Linked DNA regions of Mus musculus: all the other regions are linked to region 3. A link is a contact called in public HiChIP or PLAC-seq and capture Hi-C data. All regions are on one chromosome and are shown on one strand. Each heading gives the region's core, a stretch centred on a gene start, on an enhancer-like site or on the middle of the called end of the contact. The rest is flanking DNA. Distances are from core to core; before and after follow the strand shown. Region 1 has its middle 13 kb from the start of Gm30032. Region 2 holds the start of 1700028D13Rik (RIKEN cDNA 1700028D13 gene). Region 3 has its middle 43 kb from the start of Gm36535. Region 4 overlaps Mn1 (meningioma 1).

Region 1 (2,986 bases), core at 296-2,795, 300 kb after region 3:
AGGCTCGCCAAGCCCCAAACTTCTGTCACCACTGTCCTTTCACATCACGGTTGGGCTCAGAGGCCCCATCCCGACTCCAACCCATTAGCAGCTTCTGCCTCTACTCAGGAAAGCCTTGTGGATGCTCAACCCTGCTCACAGCTAACAGCAGGCATCCTGGGAGGGACTAGTTTTGCGCCCAGACATCCAGGTCCTCTGCACCCTTTGTCCAGAAATCTCTTCTCGGGCCTTTGTTCAAACTCCCCAAATGCCATGGGTGCTATAAAGACAGTTTTAGAAAAGTCGATTACAAAAAAAAAAAAGAAAACTTGATTACACCCACATGTCTGGGGACAGAAGGGAGGTGGCAGCATGAGCCCCAGCATGCCCAGTCTGGGCAGGAGGGCTGTTTCACTGACTGTATTCCTGGCATACAGGGAGGCCCAGAGCCACTAACTTCAATGTAGGCCCAGCACCCCACAGGACCACTCTGCACTCAAGGCTGCCTCTCTCCAGCCTACCTTGAGGCACAGTCTCTGTGAACTCCACTTCCTCATGGGAATCAATATAGGAATCATGAAGATGCCAGGGAACAAAACCCTTCACTCAAGGCCTGGCACACTGCCTGTGCCCAGCCATGGGTCAGTCTGCTGGGGACAAATCAGCCTGGGCTGTGAGCCCAGCTCCATGGTTTTCAGTTACTTAGCAACTTGGGGCAGGTGCCTGTCCCCCTTCCAACCTCAGTTTACCCCTTGTATTCTCCAAATACTCCCTCAGCCCATTGGTGTGGTATTCTATTCTGGGCCCTGGGCGGTTCCTCTCCTAACATTCCAGGCATTGCTGCTACTGTGTGACATATACACATACACACACATGCATGTGTACATACATATAACACATGTGCGTATGTGTAGACACATTACCAAAAAAAGACGATTACATACTTATAACACATGTGCATGTGTACATGCACATACACACACAAACATGTGTACACACACACAAACGTGTACACCAATAGGCACCCATACACACATGCATGTATACATACAGACACACAAACACACATGCACATAGCATGCGTACACATACAAGCACATGCATGTATACACACATACATACATATGTTCATACATACACACACATGCATGTATACATGCATACACACATGCATCCCTCTTCTGAGCCTCCCCTGTCACATTCTCCATCATAGGCCCATCCACAAACCCTTTTCAGTGTCCCCCGGGGACCGGCAGGTGGGAAATGTCATTTTGGATCCATTACTAGACCTCTAAGGCACTTGGGAACAATCAATTGCAAATTCAACTTCCATCTGAGAAGGAGGGGTCGGAGCACAGTCACCAAGGAGCCCTGGGCCTGTGCCCCAAGATGCAGGGTACAGCAGCCCCGGGGGCAGGACGGGGGCAGGTGCCACCACGCCATGTCTTTGGGTTTCCCTGCCTTGGCTGGTTTGAATAATTCATCGATGTTGAGTCTCCTGGGCACCACTGTGCTTGGTGAAAGCACGCCAGCCGCCGCTTGCCTGTTAAGAGGGCCCCCGCCTGCTGCCTTTTTCTGTTAATCAGGATTAATGAGTCAGTGAAGAAGCACACGGACCCTGGGCACAGACACTGGCAGCCAGCTCTCCGGGCACAGCAGGCCTCAGAAACAGCTCCCGCCTGGATGTCCTCGGGCAGTCTTCAGTGGCAGCCATCAGCCTGTGGATAACAAGCCCTCACCCAGCCTGCCAGACCCTAGGCCTCTCTGCTGGGCCCCTAGAGCTCTAGGGACAGGAAAGGAAGAGAGAGGGCCCCAGTGAATTGAGCTTGGCCCTGTGCCCTGGCAGCACGGATGGATAGGAGGGCAGGCTCTGCATCACACACAGTAGGGCCATGGAGACCCTCCCAGCCCTGAGCTGGTAAAGATTCTAAGATGCCAGCTTCCCATAAAAGACGGCTATGGAGACGCCAGAGCCCTCCCCTGTGCCTGGCTCCTTGACAGCTGTCACTCACGCAGAGTACAGGGTACAATGTCCTCTGCGTGTCGCTTGCTGACATGCCTTCCTTTCCAATCCCCTGCCTTGAAATGTTCAAACAAATGGACTCAGGTTACGCCACCAGTGTGTTAAGCGGCCTTGGGCAAGTAACTTAACGTCTCTGGGCCCCCATTACCTACCCAGGAAATGGAGGAAAGTTTGTTTTAAGTATTACTGAGCCAGATTTGGTGGCATAAACCTATGGTCATAGTCCTCAGGAGGCTGAGAAAGAAGAGGAGAATCACCAGCCAGCAGTTTGCTGAGTGCGGCCCAAGGCCAGCGTCTTTCCCAGTCGACAATGTCAAACACAGCTCCGCATGGCTCGTGCTGTCTGCTGCACCACCACTGTGTATGCCAGCGTGGTGGTGTGCAGAGCGGGGCCATGACACCTGGTGCTGGCTAACTGTGCCCTGTCACAGAGAGAGACCTATAGGGGAAGGGAACCAGGGTGTGGCAGATAGCAATACCACATCTATCAAATCCACCCTCAGAGCAAAGGCATGGAGCAAGGGTTTGATTTCCCATTTAAAGTCTGTAGTTGTTAGCTGTTTGTACTGTATCTTACCAAAGTGTCCTTCTGCACTGGATTGGAAATGTTTTACATGCCTACCAGTCCCTTAGCATAGCTAGCTTTGTCTGTGTGTATGGGGCAGGGTGTGTTGTGGATAAACTGGTGTGCACTGGAACCCAGGCACACAAACCCACTGGACTTTGGTTACAATGTTCTCTCTGACTCAAGGGCTGAGCTGGGACCTCAGAGTCTGTATTCACACATGGGCTGAGGTTGGCCCACATTCCATTGCCTGCCCTGCCTTGGTCTAACACAGCTCTACCACAAGAAAGTCTGCCTCCCAATTAACCCTGGGCAACGGAGACACCAGAGCCTCTAGACACATAGTTCGAACCCACACCCAAGCCAGAGGAAGGCTTAAGAGTCTCAGGCTCAATAGTATCCAACAGCCAATGCATAGA
Region 2 (2,861 bases), core at 306-2,805, 370 kb after region 3:
CATGTTCCTCCTCTGTGGCCTCGCCATCCCCTCCCAGGATCACGAACATGGGATGGTTAAGAGCTGGGTGGAAGCAGGGGGCTGGAGAGATGGCTCAGTGGTTAAGAGCACTGACTGCTTTTCAAAGGTCCTGAGTTCAAATCCCATCAGCCACATAGTGGCTCACAACCATCTGTAATGAGATCCGATGCCCTCTTCTGAAGACAGCTACAGTGTACTATTATATTACAGATTACATTTATAGTATATTGTATATTGTATCATATATATTATATTATGTTATATATCACAAATCACATATCATATATTATATTATATTATATTATAGTATATATTATATAAATTGTATATATAATAAATTAATTAATTTTTTAAAAGAACAGAGAGGAGCTCACCTAGTCCTCTGAACTGGCCCAGTTGGATCCACCCCTTCCTGCTTTGGCTTTGAGTTACAACTTCCCCGTGAAGTCACTGATTGGCCTAGCTTGAGTAGATCTTTCTTCACCCAACCAGCAGACCCACAAAGCTTTCATTGGCCCAGCTTGGAGTGACCTCTGCTTCTGTTCCTATCAACAGCCCATACTCCAACAATATGTCAGCCCCTGCCCTCACAGTGGGGTGCATCTCCAGGGAAGGACACCACAAAACATAAGCAGATTACAGAGTACACATGACATCACACCGACCCTTCAGGAGCTCAGAGTCCCAAGAATGGCTTACTCAGGCAACAGCCAAACCCAGCCACCTCCCAGAAAAGGATGGGCAGATAGGCAGACTAGAGAGGTGCCCTCTCTCTAGAAACCACCGTGGCTGCCATCACCCCAAAGCTGTCCCAGGTCCTGGCGAGTGTACAAATCAGTACCACTATTGATGTCAGTGCCAATCCACCTGCTCCTGTCACAAGACATTACTTACTGCCAGGGATGATAAATCCCAGGATGTAGAACATGCTAAAAATATTAATCTACAAGTGAAAATCATTTTAATTGGATTTCGCCCTTGGGGTCACGTCAGGGGCCGGCTTTCAATCAGACTCGTCCAGTCAGCAAAGCGGGCCCCAGCCTTCCAAATTGAAACCACGATCGGCTCGCAGAGGTTAATAGAAACTCTGGGAAATAAATAGGTTATCGATCGATCATAACCATCAGCTGGCTCGGCTTTCGTCCGTGACCTGGCCCGCCCACTCCCACAGAAAACTCCGTTAGCATCTGATTACAGATGACTCTTGCAGCACTGTGTATTAATGAGCAGCTAATGCCTGGGGATGGGGTGGGGGAGATGTTTCCTGGGAACACGGAAGTGCGGTGAGATCTGATGTCCCGTGTGGGGCCTCTCCACGGGGACCTGGAGCTAAGGGATAAATCCCGTGTCCCATAAGCTATAAGGGATAAATCCCGTGTCCCATATCCCTGCCTAAAACCATATTTATTCCTGCAATGTACCTCTGCTGTGCATGGGCTTCCAGCACGGCAGCCAGGGACACAGAGCAGCCTGCCCCTCCCCCGCCCCCCATCACAGTGGGGCAGAACACCTAAGCCCCAAGTGTTCTTTCTCTAAGGAGGCGGAGCCTTGCCCGCTCCCCACACTGTGTGAGTCCCAGGGACAAGTTTCTGGAGGGGAGTATTAGTGACTTTTTTTCACTGCTGTAACCGAATACCTCAAAGGGATGAACTCAGGGGCAGGGGCATTTCTTTGGACTCTGGGCTTGCACAGAAGTTCCCTACCTGAGAGAGGCTCAGAATGAAACTCCTTGGGACTCTAAAGGTAAACAAACCCGCAAGCCCCAGGAAGCTCTGGGTCTACCAGCTTCCCAAGGCCCCTCCCCAGGGTTAGAGAAACGGAAACAGTTGCTTGGGAAGCAGGGGAGGTTCTGCCACACCCTGCTGCAGCCTGTGGGACTCTGGAAGGTTGCTTTCATGAGCTACCTGATACCACGCTGGGTTTTCAGCGATACAATTCCTTCGAGTCGGCTACACACCTATAAGTGACCCCGATACACTCACTGGTCCCCTAAGCTGGACTTGCACGCAGTAGGCTCTTTGGCCTGTCATTGATGTCCTACCTGAGGTGAGTAGATTTTTGTTCACAGCTCCATGTAAAAAGTCAGGCGCTCAAGAGACTGACGGAGGACATCATTAGGTCAAGGTCAGCCTGGACTGTATAGCAAAACCCTGTCTGCCAAGAGATGAAGAGATGGAGAGATGGCTCAGTGGTTAAGGGCACTGACTGCTCTTTCTGAGGACCCAGGTTTGATTCCAAGCACCCACATGGTAGTTCATAACTGTCTATAACTCCAAGAACTGACACCCTCACACAGACATACATGCAGGCAAAACACTAATGCACATGTCTTAGTCGGGGTTTCTGTTCCTGCACAAACATCATGACCAAGAAACAAGTTGGGGAGGAAAGGGTTTATTCAGCTTACATTTCCACATTGCTGTTCATCACCAAAGGAAGTCAGGACTGGAACTCAATTGGGTCAGGAAGCAGGAGCTGATGCCGAGGCCATGGAGGGATGTTCTTTACTGGCTTGCTTCCCCTGGCTTGCTCAGCTTGCTCTCTTATAGAACCCAAGACAACCAGCCCAGGGATGGCTCCACCCACAGTGGGCCCTTCCCCCTTGATCACTAATTGAGAAAAATGCCTTACAGCTGGATCTCATGGAGGCATTCCCTCAACCGAAGCTCCTTTCTTCGTGATAACTCCAGCCTGAGTCAAGTTGACACACAAAACCAGCCAGTGCAGCACATAAAAAATGAAATTTAAAAAATTTAAAAAGACATGGGGGAAAGGGGAGATGAGGGAGAGGCAGGCGGGTCCAACTCTGTGATGTTAACATTGTCCTCCACAAAATTCAC
Region 3 (2,991 bases), core at 266-2,765:
CTTAATGTCTGGGGATCATTCTGAACGGCAAAGAGCTTGGGCAGATCTACTCCTCTGTTTCTGTGGATCTGAAGCTCACAGTATGTCTCACAGACTCAGGCCGGCTCTACCTCACAGCTGCTGCTGTCCTTGATGATCATCCCACAGCTGCAGGAACATCAATATGCTAGGATCACCGCAGGCTGCACCTTAGCCAATGGTCTCCTGGTTTCTCCTCAGGATCACTGACCCTACCATGTGGTGCAAAGCCTCAGTCTTTCTCCATGAGCCCTTCATGCCTTCAAAATCATTAACACCCGGGAAATTGTCACACATTACCAAGTTTGGCTGCCAACTGTAGACCCCTCTGGGCTATGGCTTCTGTGTGCTTCCCCCAAGAAAACACTTATCAGCTCCTGCCTCAGTGATGCTAGCCTCTTCTTAACCTCTGCTGACTCTTCAGCCCTAGCCAACCAGCATCAGCTGTCCCGGCACAGCAAAGATGTCACATCAATGGTCTGGTCTCTTGTTAATCACAGCCAACTTTCAGTTCCGACTGATCATAACCACAGATTCTAATTCAAAATATCACACAAAGGGCCCTGATAGAGTCATCACTTTCCTCAGAAACTTGAAGCTAGACCTCCGTTCTCTGCACTGCTTTTAGCAGTACCCTGTGTTCCCCTAAGCTCTGAACACTCAATAGCTTTTCTAGCCTGATGTTCCAATCTCCTCCCACAATCCTCCCCCAAACATGGTCAGATCTGTCACAGGAACAGTCCACTCTCTGGTACCAATTTGTGATTTAGTCAGGGATTCTATTGCTGTGGTGAAACCGTATAATCTAAAGCAACTTGGAGAAGAAAGGGTTTATCTGGCTTATATATCCCTACCACATATGTGATATACTCTATCACAGTCCATTACAGACGGAAGTCAGGGCAGGAATCTGGAAGCAGGAACGGAAGCAGAAGTCATTGGAGGAACACTACTTACTGGCTTGCTCCCCCCTGCCCCCTGGCTTGTTCGGTTGGTTTTCTTATAATCCTGGCCCAGACATGGTACCACCCACAGTAAGACAGACCCTTACACATCAATCACCAATCAAGAAAACACCCTACAGGCTTGCCTACAGGCCAGCCCGAGGGAGGCATTTTCTAAATCAAGGTTAGCTCTTATTAGACAACTCTAGCGTGTGTCAGGTTAAAAGGGGGGGGGGGGGGACCCTAACCAACATAGTTCCAAAACCACCCAGCATTAGAGATAAGTCACACATTGAGACCCTGTGTTCCCTAGTTGGGGGAGACATGCTTCCGCCGTGGGACCCAAGGGCTGGATAGAACAGAAATGCTTTCTGCTTCTCACAGAGGACTGTAGCCACAGGCATCCCTGCCCACGGCACCTGGGGATGCCGTGCTGCCTGTCATCACCACAGATGCCCAATGTTCCGCATGCTAAGAATTCCACCGACGCTGTGGTGATAGCATGTGAGCCAGGAACCTAGCTCTTCCGAGGGAGCATAGCGTGTGTAGCAGAGTGAGGGAGGACTTCAGATACAATGTAACTGATCAGCGGAGCTAGGTGTGGGTGTGCGCTGGGCAACCTCTGCTTGGAATGAGAGGAAAGTGGCTGTTTCTGATGAGTGCAGCTAGGGTGTAACAGGAACCTGTGCAAATAGCAGCTTGCCTGCTTCTGGGAAAGGACACAGAGACAGAAACCAAAAGGACTCTCCCTCCTCCCTTCCGTGTCTTTCCTCACTCTTTCGCCTCCCTTCCCTCCCTCCCTTCTCTCTCCCTTTAATATCTAAAGCATGTGGCAATGGTTGGTTGAGAAACAAGCTCATTGAAAAGGAGCAAACGATTTCACCCATGAAACAATTGCTTGAATCCAGGAATCCCTACCACAGGCAGCACCTAGGTGAGCTTTCTGCTTTGACTTCTGACCTCTGGCGATCAAACTGTAACAGGACCTGCTTCCTGATTGCTTGGAGGGGGGTTGCTCAAAGCCGCAAAGCCAAAGCCTGCAAAGGCAAAAATGGTCCAGACCAGCCTCTTCCAGCCGCCCTGGGGGCTGGTACAGGTGAACAGTGTTGCACCTGATAAAGTGCACAGTTACCATTTTTAATTGATTTCTGACACTGAGCTCTGCCTCCCACCTCAGATCTGTGCCAAGGCACCGGCCTCCACCTTCTGCTGGAAGCCATGGCGGCTAGAGCTGGTTTCCAAAGGAGGGAGCGCTCACTCTTCTATTTTGCATTTGTGCTGATTTGCATATTAATAGTTTGCATATTAACCAGCGACTTCAGAGGGTGGGCGGGCTAATGAATGCAGCCATCTCTTCAATTTTAACTCAATTTGCCTCCCCATACCCCAAAGACTCGGGGGACGGGTGTGGAAGACTCATTGAAGTGATCCCGCAGCCCCAGTGTGGGCTGCTCTGCCATTAATCCAATTAATTAGCCCAGCGGATGCAGCCGCCTGGACGAGGGGCCTTTGTTTGGTGCTGGGGGCTAATGACAGCCCCAAGCTGATGGAATAATGGGAAGAGCTAAGGAGGGTTTGACCCTCAGCCAGGGTCCTTGGGTGGAGTGTGGAGTGGGACGGTGGCTTGTACGTGGGGCAGCTGCTTCCATAGGCCCTCCCTTACAGCCTTCCTCAGACAGTCACATCCTGACTGTCCTCACTGTTCCCCGTGACATGTCTCCCATGATTACTCCCACCTTTCCCCTGCTCTGTGCAGAGAGAGCCTTGAGCCTCAGCTTCCAGGGAAGCCAAAGACAGAATCTGCAAGAGACGAGGGACAGAGAATGAACCCTCCACAGGCCTGCCACACAGCCCTGCCACACAGCTCTGCCATGCGCACTCTACAAGACATCCTGGCTTCCCATGCCAGATCCTGGGACTTAGCAGATCCACCTTCCTCAACCCCTGGACAGCTTTTATGTCCTGGTTACTTTAGATTTGAAGCCACTGCTATCACCTTCCCTCTCTAGCCTCAAACCTCTCCATCATC
Region 4 (2,877 bases), core at 255-2,754, 400 kb before region 3:
TGTCACCCACCCCAGTCACCAGGACGTGATGGGAGAGGCACCGTGTAGGTCTTCCCTCTTCTGAGACATAGCCCAGGCTTGCCTCAAACTCACACTCTCAAGGCTGGGGCTGAGCTGACCAGGGATGGATGCTCTCCCTTCTTTAGAAGCCACACCAGCATGTTCTTTCACCCTCCCCCTGTCCCCATGAATATGTACTCCAGACAGCCAGGCTTGTGTCATTTTGACTGCCAGGGTGGCTTGGAGAGATCAAGGCTATTGAGGAGCCTGGAGCCGTGCAGTGTCAAGAAAGAACAGCCCGAGCACAGTGATGCACAACCCAGGGACTGAGGTTCCCCCACACCTTCCTCTAGGCCAGCTGTTCTCAACCTGTGGGTTGAGAGCCCTTCGGGGGACCAAGTGACCTTTTTCCACAGGGGTCACATATCAGATATCCTGCCTCTCAGATATTTACGTTACGATTCATAACAGTAGCAAACTCACAGTTATGAAGTAGCAAGGGAAATAATTTTATGGCTGGGGGTGACCCCAACACGAGGAACCGTGTTAAAAGGTCACAACATTGCTTTAGGCACTGTCCCCTGCCTGCCCTGGTCCTGCTAGGTAGCCTCCCACCTTGTTAGGCTTCCCCGTGCATTCTCTTGGTTTTTATTATCATTTAACAGGGTCGGGTTAGAAATCTATGTGACCAGGCTTGCCTGGCTGCATTTGAAGACAAGCAAGTACCCACAGTTTTTAATCGGGGAGGGGGTCCTGGCAGAAATCACATTAAATATATCATCATCTCTATCTCCAAATAAAGGTGGCCTCAACTGACCTGAGCACCCCCCAGCATGGGGCAGCTCATGTTCAACCTCAGAGTAGCCACCACCCCTGCCCGGTAATTGGCCCAAAGCATGCCAGCCCCAGCTGATCCTGGGGATGCCTGAGCCCAGATCTGTCTTGGGTTTGCTTGGGTGGAGCTCTCCAGGAGGAAAGCTAGAGCTGGTCTGTCTTCATTCTGTGTGCCTCTTCCCTTCTCCAGAAGGTCCTGTCTCCTTTGTGATGCTTTCTCTTCACTTTCAAATGGACCGCTAGCACCCCTGGGGTGGAGCTGAGGGGTAGGGGTGGGGGTAAGCCTTGGCTGCTCTGGGTGTGCTGGAAGAGAGCTCAGCCCTGCCCCTGCCAGGGACTCTGGGATGCGGGATCCCCTCCCACCCTCCTTATCCTTGGACACTGAGCCAAACCTGAATTGTGGAAATGGCGGTTTGCCTTAGTGGAAGGTTTTCCCTTCCTGCAGGCACTGATGGTGGCCACCACTCAGACATGATTTTGTAGCACAGGCTAGGCCTCATTCACTGTTTCAAACTGGCAGGCTGGCCAGGCTCAGGTGACGGAGGTCAGTCCTCTCTGCAGGCTATCCCAGTAGGGAAACTGAGGTCTGGCAGGCAGTACTGGGCTCAGCCTCCCAGCATCAGATAGGTAGGTTGGGTGGAGTTGGGTGCGGCTTCCCCAGGTCTCAGTCCTCAAATCTCTCTGCACGCTCTGCCCACACACCATGCCCGCAAACAAGCCCACCCAGCAGGCCCCTCCCCACAGCAACACCCCGCTCATAGCCACGCCCACACACTAATACCTCACATGCCTCGCCTCCCCCCCCACGCCCTGCCACTCACACCACCAAATTCCATAAGAGGGACCTAGCTATTCTGTAGTCACCTAGTGGGGCTGTGAGCACACAGTGGGGGGCTGCAGGCATATAGTTACTATCAGTGTCCTCATAACCGAGACCCATTTTACAGACAAACAGACTGACCTAGGCTAGCCTAGGGTAACACAAAGCTCTGGCCTGCAGAGGTCACCAAATCAGAGGTGGGTGGGGTTTCCGGATGGAGAGCTGCCAGGGCGACTGGTCTGTCTGTAATTATGGGTGCGTGCTGTCTCCAGACCTCAGTTTCCCCATCTGAGCACTGGGAAGATGGTAGTGTCAGGTCTTAGGGGAAGAAGGACCTGGTAGGGTTATCCATCCTGGGCTACGGGTAGTTGCTACCGTACACGCTTAGCCTCAGTTTCCCCATTCATTCAAGGCCTGCACTGAGGCATAGGAAGAGCCAGAATGGTGTCTGGGAGCCTGGGTTCGAATCCTATGGAGCCCCATGTAAACCACTTTTTCCCCACTGAGCTGGGTAAAGCATGGCATGAACAAGGCTAGCCTGAGCTCTTCCAGGACACAATCCATAGCCCAGTGCAGCCTGGGAAGATTTGCATTGGCAGAATCAGACCCCAGCCTCCCACCCCCAATGTGGTTTCCGGTCCCTCCCACGTGGTTTCTGGTCCTCCACCCACTGCTGGACATGGTTTCCTGTCCCTTCTCCCTCCCTCTTCAGTTGCTCAGCGATTCCCTGGGATGAGTGTCCCTGGCCTCGGGAAGCAGCCCTGGGACCAAGGTTTCCAAGGGTTCCCTTTTCCTTCTGCTTCTCTATGGAGCTCTGGCAGGGCCGGAAGGGGTCTGCAGCTTGGGCAGGGCAGCCTGTTTGGGGTCTCGTTTGTTTGGGCTCCACCGTTGTGTGAGGCCTCTTGGGGCAGGCTGGGAAAGCCAGACCTTCCTCGGTCTCATGATTTCTAGTCCGGCCCTGAACTGGGCCCAGAGTAGTTGGGAAGCCCTAGCCTACGAGCTACAGGCCTGGTGACAATGATGATGATAGTGATGATGGTGATGAGGGTGAGAGCTAGCGAGATATCTGCTATTATTATTTCTGACATCACCATAAACATTACTATCATCATCATCACAGTCACCGTCATCATCATCGCCACCGTCTCCACCGCCATCACCACCCTTCAGCCCCTGCATCTCCAAGATTCCACTGAGTGATTTTACCACCCAGGGCTTTCACT

The links. HiChIP or PLAC-seq counts read pairs in DNA pulled down with a chosen protein or histone mark. Capture Hi-C pulls out chosen DNA fragments and counts their contacts.
Region 1: an H3K4me3 HiChIP or PLAC-seq map of embryonic basal ganglia shows a contact between it and region 3, with 3 times the contacts expected there. The contact joins two enhancer-like sites. A contact is called at or near these places in 3 of 484 Hi-C or Micro-C datasets (embryonic stem cells, muscle stem cells and nephron progenitors), 2 of 115 datasets of contacts at active chromatin or transcription factors (embryonic basal ganglia and embryonic forebrain) and 1 of 9 other capture datasets (embryonic stem cells).
Region 2: a contact with region 3 is called in an H3K27ac HiChIP or PLAC-seq map of embryonic stem cells, with 11 read pairs. The contact joins the promoter of 1700028D13Rik here to the enhancer-like site in region 3. A contact is called at or near these places in 1 of 484 Hi-C or Micro-C datasets (myocytes), 4 of 115 datasets of contacts at active chromatin or transcription factors (astrocytes, embryonic basal ganglia and embryonic stem cells) and 1 of 9 other capture datasets (embryonic stem cells).
Region 4: a capture Hi-C map of embryonic stem cells shows a contact between it and region 3, with 4 times the contacts expected there. The contact joins two enhancer-like sites. A contact is called at or near these places in 1 of 15 datasets of contacts at CTCF or cohesin (the NIH/3T3 cell line), 3 of 484 Hi-C or Micro-C datasets (cortical neurons and ganglionic eminence), 10 of 115 datasets of contacts at active chromatin or transcription factors (VIP interneurons, craniofacial prominence, embryonic basal ganglia and 6 more) and 1 of 9 other capture datasets (embryonic stem cells).

Annotation. Positions count from the first base shown.
Region 1 is chr5:112,132,341-112,135,326 of GRCm38.p6, forward strand. No RefSeq gene overlaps it. Among named protein-coding and RNA genes, the nearest start is that of Gm30032, 13 kb to the left of the region's middle. Within about 2 kb of position 1,546, at least 54 of the 459 cell types and tissues checked have an H3K27ac peak or open chromatin away from gene starts, as enhancers often do. A contact at or near this core is called in embryonic basal ganglia and embryonic forebrain, where this site is marked.
Region 2 is chr5:112,205,208-112,208,068 of GRCm38.p6, forward strand. 1700028D13Rik (RIKEN cDNA 1700028D13 gene) reads left to right here and starts at 1,556. Exons shown (of 3, transcript NR_045378.1): 1 at 1,556-1,764.
Region 3 is chr5:111,834,541-111,837,531 of GRCm38.p6, forward strand. No RefSeq gene overlaps it. Among named protein-coding and RNA genes, the nearest start is that of Gm36535, 43 kb to the left of the region's middle. Within about 2 kb of position 1,516, at least 35 of the 459 cell types and tissues checked have an H3K27ac peak or open chromatin away from gene starts, as enhancers often do. A contact at or near this core is called in cortical neurons, embryonic basal ganglia, embryonic forebrain and 1 more, where this site is marked.
Region 4 is chr5:111,437,442-111,440,318 of GRCm38.p6, forward strand. The region is part of intron 2 of Mn1 (meningioma 1); the gene reads left to right. Among named protein-coding and RNA genes, the nearest start is that of Mn1, 22 kb to the left of the region's middle. Within about 2 kb of position 1,505, at least 12 of the 459 cell types and tissues checked have an H3K27ac peak or open chromatin away from gene starts, as enhancers often do. A contact at or near this core is called in cortical neurons and embryonic stem cells, where this site is marked.